Regions from separate parts of the Zea mays genome. Here region 2 is linked to region 1. A link is a contact called in public Hi-C data. All regions are on one chromosome and are shown on one strand. Each heading gives the region's core, a stretch centred on a gene start, on an enhancer-like site or on the middle of the called end of the contact. The rest is flanking DNA. Distances are from core to core; before and after follow the strand shown. Region 1 holds the start of LOC100191313. Region 2 has its middle 120 kb from the start of LOC542626.

Region 1 (5,665 bases), core at 1,399-3,898:
GCTTTGATTACAAAGATCTTGGGAATAAGAAATGGGAAGAAGAAAAGCGATCCAAGCGCAAGAGCTCAAAAGAACACGACAAAACTCTCTCTTCTAGTCACTATTGCTTTGATTGGAATTGGGACTTGGAGAGATTTTGATTCACTCTAATTGTGTCTTGTATTGAATGCACTAGCTCTTGTATTGAGTGTGTTGGCTGTAAACTTGGATGCCTTGAAGTGTGGTGGTTGGGGGGTATTTATAGCCCCAACCACCAAAGTGGCCATTGGGGAAGGCTGCTGTCGAAGGGCGCACCAGACAGTCCGGTGCGCCACCGGACACTGTCCGGTGCGCCAGCCACGTCACCCAACCGCTAGAGTTCGACCGTTGGAGCTCTGACATGTGGGACCACCGGACAGTCCGGTGGACGGTGGTGCACCGAACAGTCACTGTTCACTGTCTGGTGCGCCTTCTGGCGCCTGCTCTGACTCTGCGCGCGCAGTCGAGCACTGTTCATATGTTCACTGTTGCTTTTGTAGACGACCGTTGGTGTAGTTAGCCGTTGCTCCGCTGGCACACCGGACAGTCCGGTGCTACACCGGTCAGTCCGGTGAATTATAGCGGAGTGGCTTCCCAAATTCCCGAAGGTGGCAAGTTCAGTGTTGATCTCCCTGGTGCACCGGACACTGTCCGGTGGCACACCGGACAGTCCAGTGCGCCAGACCAGGGCAGCCTTCGGTTGTCTTTTGCTCTTTTTATTTGAACCCTTTCTTGGACTTTTTATTGGTTTGTGTTGAACCTTTGGCACCTGTAGAACTTATAATCTAGAGCAAACTAGTTAGTCAAATTATTTGTGTTGGGCAATTCAACCACCAAAATCATTTAGGAAAAGGTTTGACCCTATTTCCCTTTCAGCGCCGTTGAATTCCCGAGATTGGCTGCTTCGGAGTGTACGACCCTGGTGCACCGGACACTATCCGGTGCGCTAATCTTTAGCACACTCAAGTTCTTTGCTCCATTTCAAATTGAGTCCCTAACTTGATTCTTTTATTGGTTCGTGTTGAACCTAATGCACCTGTAATACATGAATTCTAGAGCAAACTAGTTAGTCCAATTGTTTATGTTGACTATAAACCACCAAGATTAATTATAGAAAATGGTTAACCCTATTTCCCTTTCAAGTGGTTCTACATGAAAAACCCTAGGGGGAACGCACCATAGTTCACCGGTCAGATCTCTGTGTCCAAGCCCGAGTGGAACTTGTCGCGGAGAAGAAGTTCAAGCCAGAAATCGAATACATACTGGATGCCATCGCCAAGCAGTAGAGGCGGGTCTCTTCGGTGTGAGGCTGATACACACCTTCATGTAGCGGCGTCTCCAGCCGATCGCGGCTCGTAGAGGCCGATGTGGCGGTTCATCGACGACAACGACTCCGATCGCCACTCCATCGTGAATCTTGAGAAGGCGGAGGTCATGGCCCATGTCCTATCTATTACAACGGGAGTGACGTCGGATTTCTTGGGAGAGGGGGTCCCTTGTCTTTAAACCACACAAAGTTGAGTGATTTGGTCAGTTTCCCCTTTCTTCCTACTTTCCTCGAGAGATTTGCTTTTGCAAGGGACTCATCGATGGTTGCACTGCAACCTGCTTGGGACCGTCAAAGCCTCCCTTCCTCCTATCCCCGAGGACGCTGCCATCAAGGCCGCACGCCTGACTCGTGCTAGGCTAGGGGGAGCATCTCCCCGTCTACTTATACGGAGGACATGACCTCCACAACCTCTGGTGGGATAGGGCCCCTGCCATCGGTGGCCGTGCGTAGTGTGGTCTCGCTTTTTGTCATGAGTCTTGTGTGATCCTCCAGCGTGTGTAGGCGTACACCCGGTATAGTGTATTGTCCTGTCCTTCCCGGTATGCGGGTTACTGTAGAGACTCCGGTGCTTGGATCCCCCACGACCGGGGTTGACTGGCCTCATAAGGAAAACGGGATACACCAGAGACTGTATGTGGTGACGTACCATCGTATCAAATCATTGATTGTTACATCTCGACACCCCTTCGGTATGCCACGCTCGTGGTCCGAACGTGGTTTGGTGGTGACGCGTCTTGTCACAGCTGACGTGGGTCAGTAGTACTAGATCGTGGCCTCCGTCTTGCAGGGTTGCTCGGTGAGTACTTGGTTGTTCGCTCTGCCTCGTAGGGTTACTCGACAGGGAGTTGGTCAGCTGCTCTGCCTCGCAGGGTCGCTCGACAAGGAGCTGGTCGACCACTCCATCTTGCAGGGTTGCTCGGTGAGGACTTCGTCGGCTGCTCTGCCTCATAGGGTTGCTCGATAGGGAGTTGGTCAGCCGCTCTGCCTCGCAGGGTTGCTCGACAAGGAATTGGTCGACCACCCCGTCTCGCAGGGTTGCTCGGTAAGGACTTGGTCGGCCGCTCCGCCACGTAGAGTTGCTTAGTGAAAGCTTGGTTGGTGGATGAGACGTTAAGAATCTTGGGCCTACTTTAGGCACGCGGTTCCTCGGTACCCGACAAACAAAAAAAGCTATATGTTTTTTTAGCTTTTAGCTAATGAGATGCTAACTAGAAGCTCAAATAATCAGGACCTTCCTAAACACAGCAACAGAAACATATAAATTCGTTAAACTTGAGGACCCTGCCGGCAAAAAATCTCCCTCTCAGTAGGGGCCGGAATAAAAATCTCCTCGCCTTCCTCTCCTACGCCGCCTGACCTCTGCTGTCCGCCTCAACGGTCCAACCCTCCGGTTCGACGTAGGCGCCGGCGGCGAAATGAAGGTCTCCGTGAAGACGCTCAAGGGATCCAGCTTCCATATCGAAGTGGATCCTACCGACAAGGTAGGCAGCCCTTGCGCTCCCGATCTGTCGCTATGGTTCTAGTTGCTGGATGTATTGGCGGGCTGCTTGTTAGGTTCGTTTGGGGTCTAGGATTTGGCTGGTTCCCCTGCGGGGGCGATGAGACATGAGAGTGTTGGAAGCCGCGAGCGAAGCTTCCTTGGATCCAGTCTGTAGGTTGCTGGTTTGGTTCTGGTGGTGCGAGTGTGTAACAGGCTGAACGGAGAGCTGTTGCAGAGTTCGCCTGTGTACTTTCTGGTTTCAGTTTGGGTTCCTTTATGATGTTTTCATACAGGAATCAGATGGCAACGCGAAGTTATCAGGCATTAGTAATTAGTTCATTAGTTGCTCCCTTTATAGTTGGTAGATAGAGCATACGTTGTAGTCAATCTATTATGGCTACCATACATCGCTGTAGGTTGTATGTTCGATTATAAAAGAAAAGGCAACATAATACCTCATTACCTCGTGGGCACGGGCATTGATTAGTTATTGCAGTGTCGGTCTATGCTCAGGAGCCATTCTTGACTTGTTGATGTTAGATCTTATCAGTATAAGCTACTTCCTGCCAGTTTGTTTCTAGGCAGCTTTAGGATGTAATGCTGCATTTTCATCTATTTGGTAATGTGGTTGGAGTGGATCAAATAGGTGCATGCTGTGGCTGCCATAAAACAGAGCTTTTGAAATCTAAATTTTTCAGTATACCTAAGTTCATACAACACAAACCTTAGATGCTATCAACACCCTTTCTCTGGTTATTTCAGCTCTCTAGATAAGAAACTGGTAGCAATGAAGGTTACAGATATAAGGAGTAAATCAATATTACTTGCTTACAATCTACAGTAGAGATTGTAAGGAGATGACATCTCTTTATTTATCAGCTAGGATAAAATGAAGAATCGTCTGATTACTCAGCTCATGTTCTACTGCAATTGTCTCAGATTCACGCCACTTATTTTAACAGTTTGACATGCTAGAAAAAGATTCTGATTGGATCGATAACTAAATGTGTATGTGTGTATGCACCAAGATAAGGCAACACAAGCATGACGTAAACATTGACGGTCTTTCAAATAGGGATGGTTCACAGGTGCAATGGCACCTATCAACCATACATGTACAATGTGGTCCAACTAATATAGGCAAACTTATATCCGCACAGCCAAAATGCAAACCATGTGCACGGTGAACACCCTATCAGCATCCTTATCTAACTACAGCTTCCACGTTGTCTCCAGCATCACAACCCGATTGATTTGGACACCTTCCATAAACAGCAGTGGGTACATATAAATTCACCAAACTAGAAGACCCAATCTGCAAAAGCACACTTCTACTCAGGATCCAAAATAGGAGACTGTGACAAGAAATCGCACTATTCGTTCCTTCCTCCCCTCAGTGGCGGCGTGGTGAGATTAAGGGCACCAGCTCCTGGATCGAAGTGGACACCAACGACTAGGAACTAATCATCCATGCTCCCAATCTATCGCTATGGTTCTAGCTGCTATATGGATCAATGGAGCCGTTTCACGATATTTGTCTGCTTGGTAGGTTTGTTGAGGGCTTGGGGCCTAGGGTGTTGGAAACGGCGAGCAAATTAGGCATGGATCAATCTGTAGGTTGCTTGTTGAGTTCCAGTGGTGCAAGTGGAATTGGCAGAACTGAGAGACGTTAGCCTGTTGCAGAGTTCGCTTGTGGATGTGGAGATGGGGTGGCTTGGGTTTGGGTTCCGCCAAGGTGATGGTTTGGTGGATACAAGAGCCAGATGGCACGATGAAGTTATCAACCCTTAAGCCCTTAATTCATTGGTGCTTCTTTTTCTAGATGGTTATCTATCGTTGCTGTTATGAATTTCTGCAGGTTGTCTGTTTTTAGCACTGTACAAATTTCTGGATGATAGAACCCAGGAATCAAGACTATAAGAGTGAGTGGTGGTGGCCGGCCAGCGCTTTCATGATGATAATCGTGCAGGCGCCATCAAAAGAAAACCAGGAGGAACCGAAACAGAGGAACCGAAACAGAGTAGTCTAAGCGCAGGGGACAATGACTGTGTTACCCTGCTTATCCCCTAATTGCCTAATACCTGGGCTCTAAGACTATCTTCAGTAGTTTACCCATCCCCATATTCAAATTCCACTTTGCAAACAGTGCAGTCTATTTAACAAGAATTTGGTAATAATGTTGTTGCATGCCCGCTATTGACACAAGTTCTTCAAACAGGTTGCCGACGTGAAAAAGGTTATAGAGAGTATACAAGAGCAGGCTTCCTATCCTGCTGACCAACAAGTGCTTATACACCAGGGGAAGGTGCTCAAGGACGACACAACATTGGAGGAAAACCAAGTAGTTGAAAATAATTTTCTTGTTATAATGCTCAGACAGGTAGGCTACTTGTTTATTATTCTGGTTGACACATGGGCACATGACAAATCACGGGTGTATGACTTGGTATGATAATAAAATTATTACTGAGATATGAATAACTGATAACATTAACTGAATAACTGTCATAGTGCATTGGATTATTTGAAAGAATTTGTGCTTCAATTTCTATGGCTAGCTTATTAGCAGTATTTTATATATGGATGCAAAGGCTGCTGTGAATTTGGAATGTCTACGATAGCATCAGAAATGTTCTATATATCTTATCAATTGTAACCTTTCACAGAACAAGGGATCATCAAGTGCAGCACCAGCTAAGGTAACCGCGAATCAGGTGAGACGTTAGAATATTTTGTTTGTCTATACTGATTTTTTTTCACATTTTGTTATTTTTCTTCCAGTTCTAAAGTTCTTCATGACCCATCTAGTATATAAGGAACTCTAGTCAAAATTACGT
Region 2 (5,994 bases), core at 2,569-5,068, 190 kb after region 1:
TCTGCATTATGAGTAGAAAATGGGCATGCGGCAAACCCTACTTCTGAAACTCCACGACATAGACGTAGGCTCGGACCTTACCAAGAATATCATGTTTAGTCAGCCTATGCTTTAACTCTTGTAGCTTCGCATGAAAGACACGCACTACAAGATCCGGACGATCTTGCGGTGTCTGCCCAGGGAGAAGCTCCCTCCTTATCTCATCCCAGTTAGGGTTACATGTCACGATAAGAAATATGTCTGGTTTACCAAACTTCCACACCAGAGCCATAGCATCCATATACCGACGTCTCATGTCACGAGGACCGCCAATAAACGACGTCGACAGCACAGTTCGCTTGCCAACCTTATCTGCTCTAATATCTCCATCTAGCATGCTATCCACCAAGCCCTGGTAAAGGTCTACCCTTAACCGATCCTGATTCTTGCATATGAAATCTAAACGAGAGCTCTCAATCTTTATGTACGTGTTGATCGTGAACTGCTGGAAAAGCCGCTTTCCATGAAGTATTGGATTGAATACCCCGGGACGAATTTGGAATTTGTAGCAATAGTAGTCACGTACAGGCACAGATAAATGGCTAGGAGATTCTGCATACGCAAGGATTATAAAGTGAGTGATCCTAAAAAGATAGTTAATAATGTGCAAATATATCAAATTATAAAGAAACAACTAACCTGCATCTTCATCATTTGCATTACTTGCCATATGTGTCACGCGATATGCATCCACTTAGTCCATGGATACTCCAACCTTTGGGATATTTGCATGCCATCCAAGTTCACCTCTAGGGAAGAACAATGGATATGATAGTACATCATAGCATCCATGGTATGAGCGGATGCAGTGGCTTGAACTGTCCTTCCCATGGACTGGCCTTGCCCTTTGCTCCCTTCGATCTAGACGGCGGCCACCTCCAAAGTGAGAGGTGTGTTATATGTCTTCTGGTTCAACGTTTGGCCTAGGTTCAATGCGATACGATAGTCATCAAGGTTCTCAACGTGGCCCATGGTCCTAAGGTGCTCGGAGTATGGGTTTTCCACATAGTATGTCGACTATCGGTCGAATAACCTCTTTGTCTTTATGTTGATGCTCTTCACGACACTTACGGTACCGATGCTCGAGAATGGGATCATCATCATAAAAGTAAAGCTCAAGGTGTTTATGCTTTGCCCCACCCTCCCTACCAAATGACTTGATATTGTGGTACATCATGCCCTGTGCTCAGAACATGTATATACCAGAATCCCTTACATTAGTTGTCATACTATCGAGGCAACAATATAGGGAAGTGAAAGAGAAATGGCCATTAAAAAACCTAATGTTATCATGAAAGTGCCTAGCATCAGAGTCTGCACTATCCCACAACCTCTTAAGTTGGGGAGGGGTCTCTAGTGGGGCTAGCTCAATCTTCCCACCACGACAACAAAAACTAGGTGGCTCATACTCATACTTCTTCGCGTTGCAATAACCGCAGTTGGGAACAGTCTTGAGCATATGTGTTTCTTCAGGGATGTTGATGTACACCTTGTCGTATGGGTCAGGAACATCAGTGGCAGTCGATTCATCTTGACTACCATCGATCTCTATATCCTCATCGGTATCCTCATCTGATATTTTTTTGAAAATAATGAGTAAGACATGTGTATTTATATAAGCATTGGTATCATAAAAAGATTGAAATTAGTACATTGTCCAGCGAATAGGTATCCCTCGTTCTCATCAGCATCGTCTTCAAATACGACACCGTCATCGTCATCAACTGGAACGTGAAAATACAAGCCACATAAAAGACAAGGGCATTCAGGATTACAGGGTGGGGAAAATATGTAACCTGAATAAAGATTCTTAACAATTACCATTGGAAATGACCCTTGGCTTCGACTGGGTATGATCCACCCCACTTCCTTGTCCGTCCATACTTGCACTCTCATTTGTGTCACACCCGAGTTTTAGGGGGTCCAAAACCCGAGCGCGAAATAATCACCAGGTGTGCTGGGACCAATCTCACACATATGATGAATAGTGGTACAGAAAAGAATGTCACATCTTCACTATATAATAGGGGTTCTGTACAAAATAAATAAATAATTACATCATATGAAGACACGATCCAGCAAACCAAAGTTGACTGGGAGACGACGGCCTAGACCACTCACGAACTAATCACAGCATCCTCCATGCGCCTCCTCCTGCGGTACCTGTTCTTGACCTGTGGGGGTGTGAGACAGCAAGAGTGAGCTCACATACGTTCATCGCTCAACAAGTTGTGGGGAATAATATGCATGAACTCGCCAAAGGTGGGTGCTCACGTGAAGTGTAAGGCTTACCAAAGGAGATGATTGAAGCTGAGCATTGCTTTTAAAGTTGGTCAAAATTTTATTAGCAATTATTAAGTATAAGTAAATATCAACCCAATTAAGTAGTAGAACAAAAGTAAATACAACAGCTGCGATGCAATGCATATGATAAATTTAATTTAGTTCCATAAATTAATCACGTGAGGGTCTGAGCTGCTCATGATCGTGAGCACGGCTGATATACCAGTTTTACACTCTGCAGAGGTTGCGCATCTTTACCCACAAGTCATGTTACCCATCTGCCACGGGGTTGTACGGGCCTCATACACCTCTACCAAGGAAGCGAGGCAGGGTAACACTATGAGGCCTTTACAAAGTTCCACTAGCTTCAGAAAACCCGCTACAGTTTATAGGAAGCTTCAATGTAGGGATCCCTCGCCTGACCGCCATCGCAGCAAAATCAACCCAAGGACCTCCCTACACTGACCACTCCCCTAATGCCCTTGCCCCTTTTGGGTAAGGTAGTCATCCACTAGCTTTCCTAATTAATCAGCAAAGGGCGTCCCATACCACCCTTGTGGTAGCACTGTTTTCCCGGGTGGTCGCTCCATGTTCCAATTAACATAATGATCTTATCATGAACAGTAAATAACAACTGATGATATAAATATGATAATGAATAATGTGTATCTCTATACCTAAAACCACATATAGCAATAGCAGGTACTACCCAAGAATTCAGTGGTAAACAAGGTATAAAGATAATCAAACTTGGGTAACCTATTGGGTCCCATCAAAATTAACCTATGCAGATCATTATGATTAATCAGAACATGAGGGTAAAAAGAAGTGATCAAGGGCACAACTTGCCTGGGACTTGAGATTCCAGGTACCAACTTGCTTTTCAGATGACTCGTGACCTCACGCTAGTCGTAGCAATACAAACAAACATGGTATAGGCAAAATTATTATCACACCAAACATAAGAACAAAATACATATTAATAATCTACAAATCAAAATAAGATCATAGGAACAGGAATCATTAATTTTGTAGTTATGAATTTTAAGTTATGAGTTTCCAAAAGTTTTAGGTGCTAGGTACAAGATTAATTAGGAGATTAATTTTAATATGGTTTTCATGTCAAAACAGAGACACTAGTTGATAAACAATAATATTACAAAATTATAGAAACTGGAATGGATCAATTTGGACTTAATATGAATTTTCTATGAATTAAATAAGTTCTAGAATTCTTTTTACATTTGAAATTCATTTTCTAAATTAATTTCTCCTATTTTCTCTGAGTTCTAGGCTGTGCACACAATAATAGAGAACCCGGGGTCTAACTCATAAAATTTCTTAAGACTCAGTTTCCCCAGCATTGGACGGCGGGTTGAATAGTTTAAAGTGGAGGGTCTCATTAAGAAAATACCCGATCGAAGGGGTATGGAAGGATCTACACCATCGGATCCTAAGTCAGCGGCGCGGATTAGGCCAACCCTATACACTAACCGGTATGTGACCAGGACCCTCGGATCTCGATCCAACGGTACCGGTTTTAAACCTACGCGATTCGCCGCTGGCCCTCGGATCAAAATCATACGGTTTCTATCAACCGAGCGAAGGGGTAAGAGATCGTCTAATCCTACCAAATCGACGTCAGGGCGTCCCTACACGCCTTCCTCTCTCCCATGTTCACTCCGACCGGTGGTGAGCCTGACACCCATGGCGGCGACGTCGTCGGTGCGAAGCGCGCGGCCCGCACCGGGGCCCCCAACCGATACCGCCCAATTCCATAATTTTATTCGTAGAGGTGGTTTAGGCAATCCTAACGGAGGTGTTCTTACTTCTTACTGACATTGAGGTGTGGATGAAGCTTGGCCACGGCGCACGGCGGATTCATGGCGTCGCTGCGCGACGGCGAGAAATTCCCCCACCAGCACGCACTCCCGCGATCGGAAGCTTCCTCGACGAGTTTCACTACTCCGAACGCCACACCCTGACACCCTACGTGAAGCTCCGCCAGTAGTATGCACCCAGATGGATACCGATGGCGGAGACGAGCCTCCCATCTTCCGCCAACCTCCCCCTTTCACTGTTGTGTCGCCAGCAATAGAGTCAGCTTGATGTGGACGAGGGAGGGTCGCGCCATGAGCTATATATGGAGCCCGGTGCCTACCCAACGATTCGTGGCATGCACGCGATTCAGTTGGAATCCGCGCGGTGGAGCGATTTCTGGCGCTCGGCTCGCAACAATCCCGCGAGGAAGACGAGCCTGTTCGATGGACCCCACGAGACAGAGTTTGTGCGTGACCAGAGTACCCTGGGCAGTGGGCCCCATCAAGTAGAGACGTAGGGGCTGTAACCTGTGTGATACAGAGCGACGATGGGCTGGGCACAGGTTTAGGCCCACGCGGCCGAAGAGGAGGGGGGAAATAAATTGGCCCAGGTGACTGAGGCAGAGAGGCTGCCCAGCGGCCCCACCTGCCAGCGTGCGAGGGCTGAATCTGGGCCGGAGTCTACAGGTTTTGGCCCAAGTACTGCTTATACCTTTCTCTTTAATTATTTATTTATTCTGATTTATTTCTTGTTTTCAAAATCTAATATTTGAATTCAAATTTGTGTATGAGTTTCACACAGAGATTAAATGCACAAATAAAAGTACTAACATGAAGAGATGTATTTAAATATTTTCTTTTATAGTATGTATCATTTTCCCTTTATTCTCTTTTCTTCTCTATTTCCATTTTCAACTTAAATTTTTCAAACTTACTTGTCCCGTGAATTTGAATGCAAAGTGCAAAAGTACAAGAACCACGGCATGAAATGCACATTCGCGTATTTATTTATTTGCCATTTGACTACTTTAATTCCTTTAGTTGAATATGCACAAAGGAAAGAAGATCCAGAAATCCTCAAAATTCTAGGATAGAAGTATATTTATTTATTTTATCCTATTATCTTTCTCTTATACCAATTTTGGGCATTACAATTTGTTGCCACAATAGCACCATGGCATTGATTCCTACATTGTACTGATGGAAACACACGTTTAGTCAGACTACACTCTATCGTCGTCATGCTGGTTCCATTTAAGATAGGATAGTAATCATTGTTTTCAAGTCATCCGATCAATTGAGATTGGTCACGATTAATCATCCAAGTCGGTCAGCCAAAATGACCGACAACTCGTCCGACTTGAAAACAATGATAGTAATTACCATTGTTGTTGATCTTTGCAGTCATATGGGGTTGTGTCCAATCATCCCCTTCCCCAGCGTCACTATTAGTATCCTCAGTCGCAGTAGCCATGTTCCTTGAAATGGATGATTCAAACACTACAAGAAATCATTTAATCCATGACGAATTCTCGGTGACGTAATTAGAAAATGTCATGAAGATGGCTTCGTGACGGTTTTTTGCTATTCCATGACGAATTTTGTGAATCCCATTAAAAAAGAAACGTCATAGATTACAATTTTTTACCCCCATTACATGACGTTATCAAAATTCGTCATAATCATGGCTTTGTGACGTTTTTTTTGCTAATCCATGACAAATTTTGTCTGTCATTGATTAAAGAATTTCTTGTAGTGAAATTGCCAGTTTCGACGGGCTAAGATAGCTTGTCTTTCACCACGTGGCACATGTTGTTTACGTCTTAGTGGTCCAGTAGACATATGCAGTGAA

Evidence for each region. A called contact is a pair of places that touch in the nucleus more often than the background predicts.
Region 2: a Hi-C map of endosperm shows a contact between it and region 1, with 2.6 times the contacts expected there. The contact joins the enhancer-like site here to the promoter of LOC100191313 in region 1. A contact is called at or near these places in 3 of 25 Hi-C or Micro-C datasets (ear, endosperm and tassel).

Annotation. Positions count from the first base shown.
Region 1 is chr7:114,286,048-114,291,712 of Zm-B73-REFERENCE-NAM-5.0, forward strand. It overlaps LOC100191313, which reads left to right and starts at 2,649. Exons shown (of 11, transcript NM_001358442.1): 1 at 2,649-2,829; 2 at 5,047-5,208; 3 at 5,495-5,542. The coding sequence starts at 2,764.
Region 2 is chr7:114,478,478-114,484,471 of Zm-B73-REFERENCE-NAM-5.0, forward strand. No RefSeq gene overlaps it. Among protein-coding and RNA genes, the nearest start is that of LOC542626, 120 kb to the right of the region's middle. Within about 2 kb of position 3,819, at least 18 of the 20 cell types and tissues checked have an H3K27ac peak or open chromatin away from gene starts, as enhancers often do. A contact at or near this core is called in ear, endosperm and tassel, where this site is marked.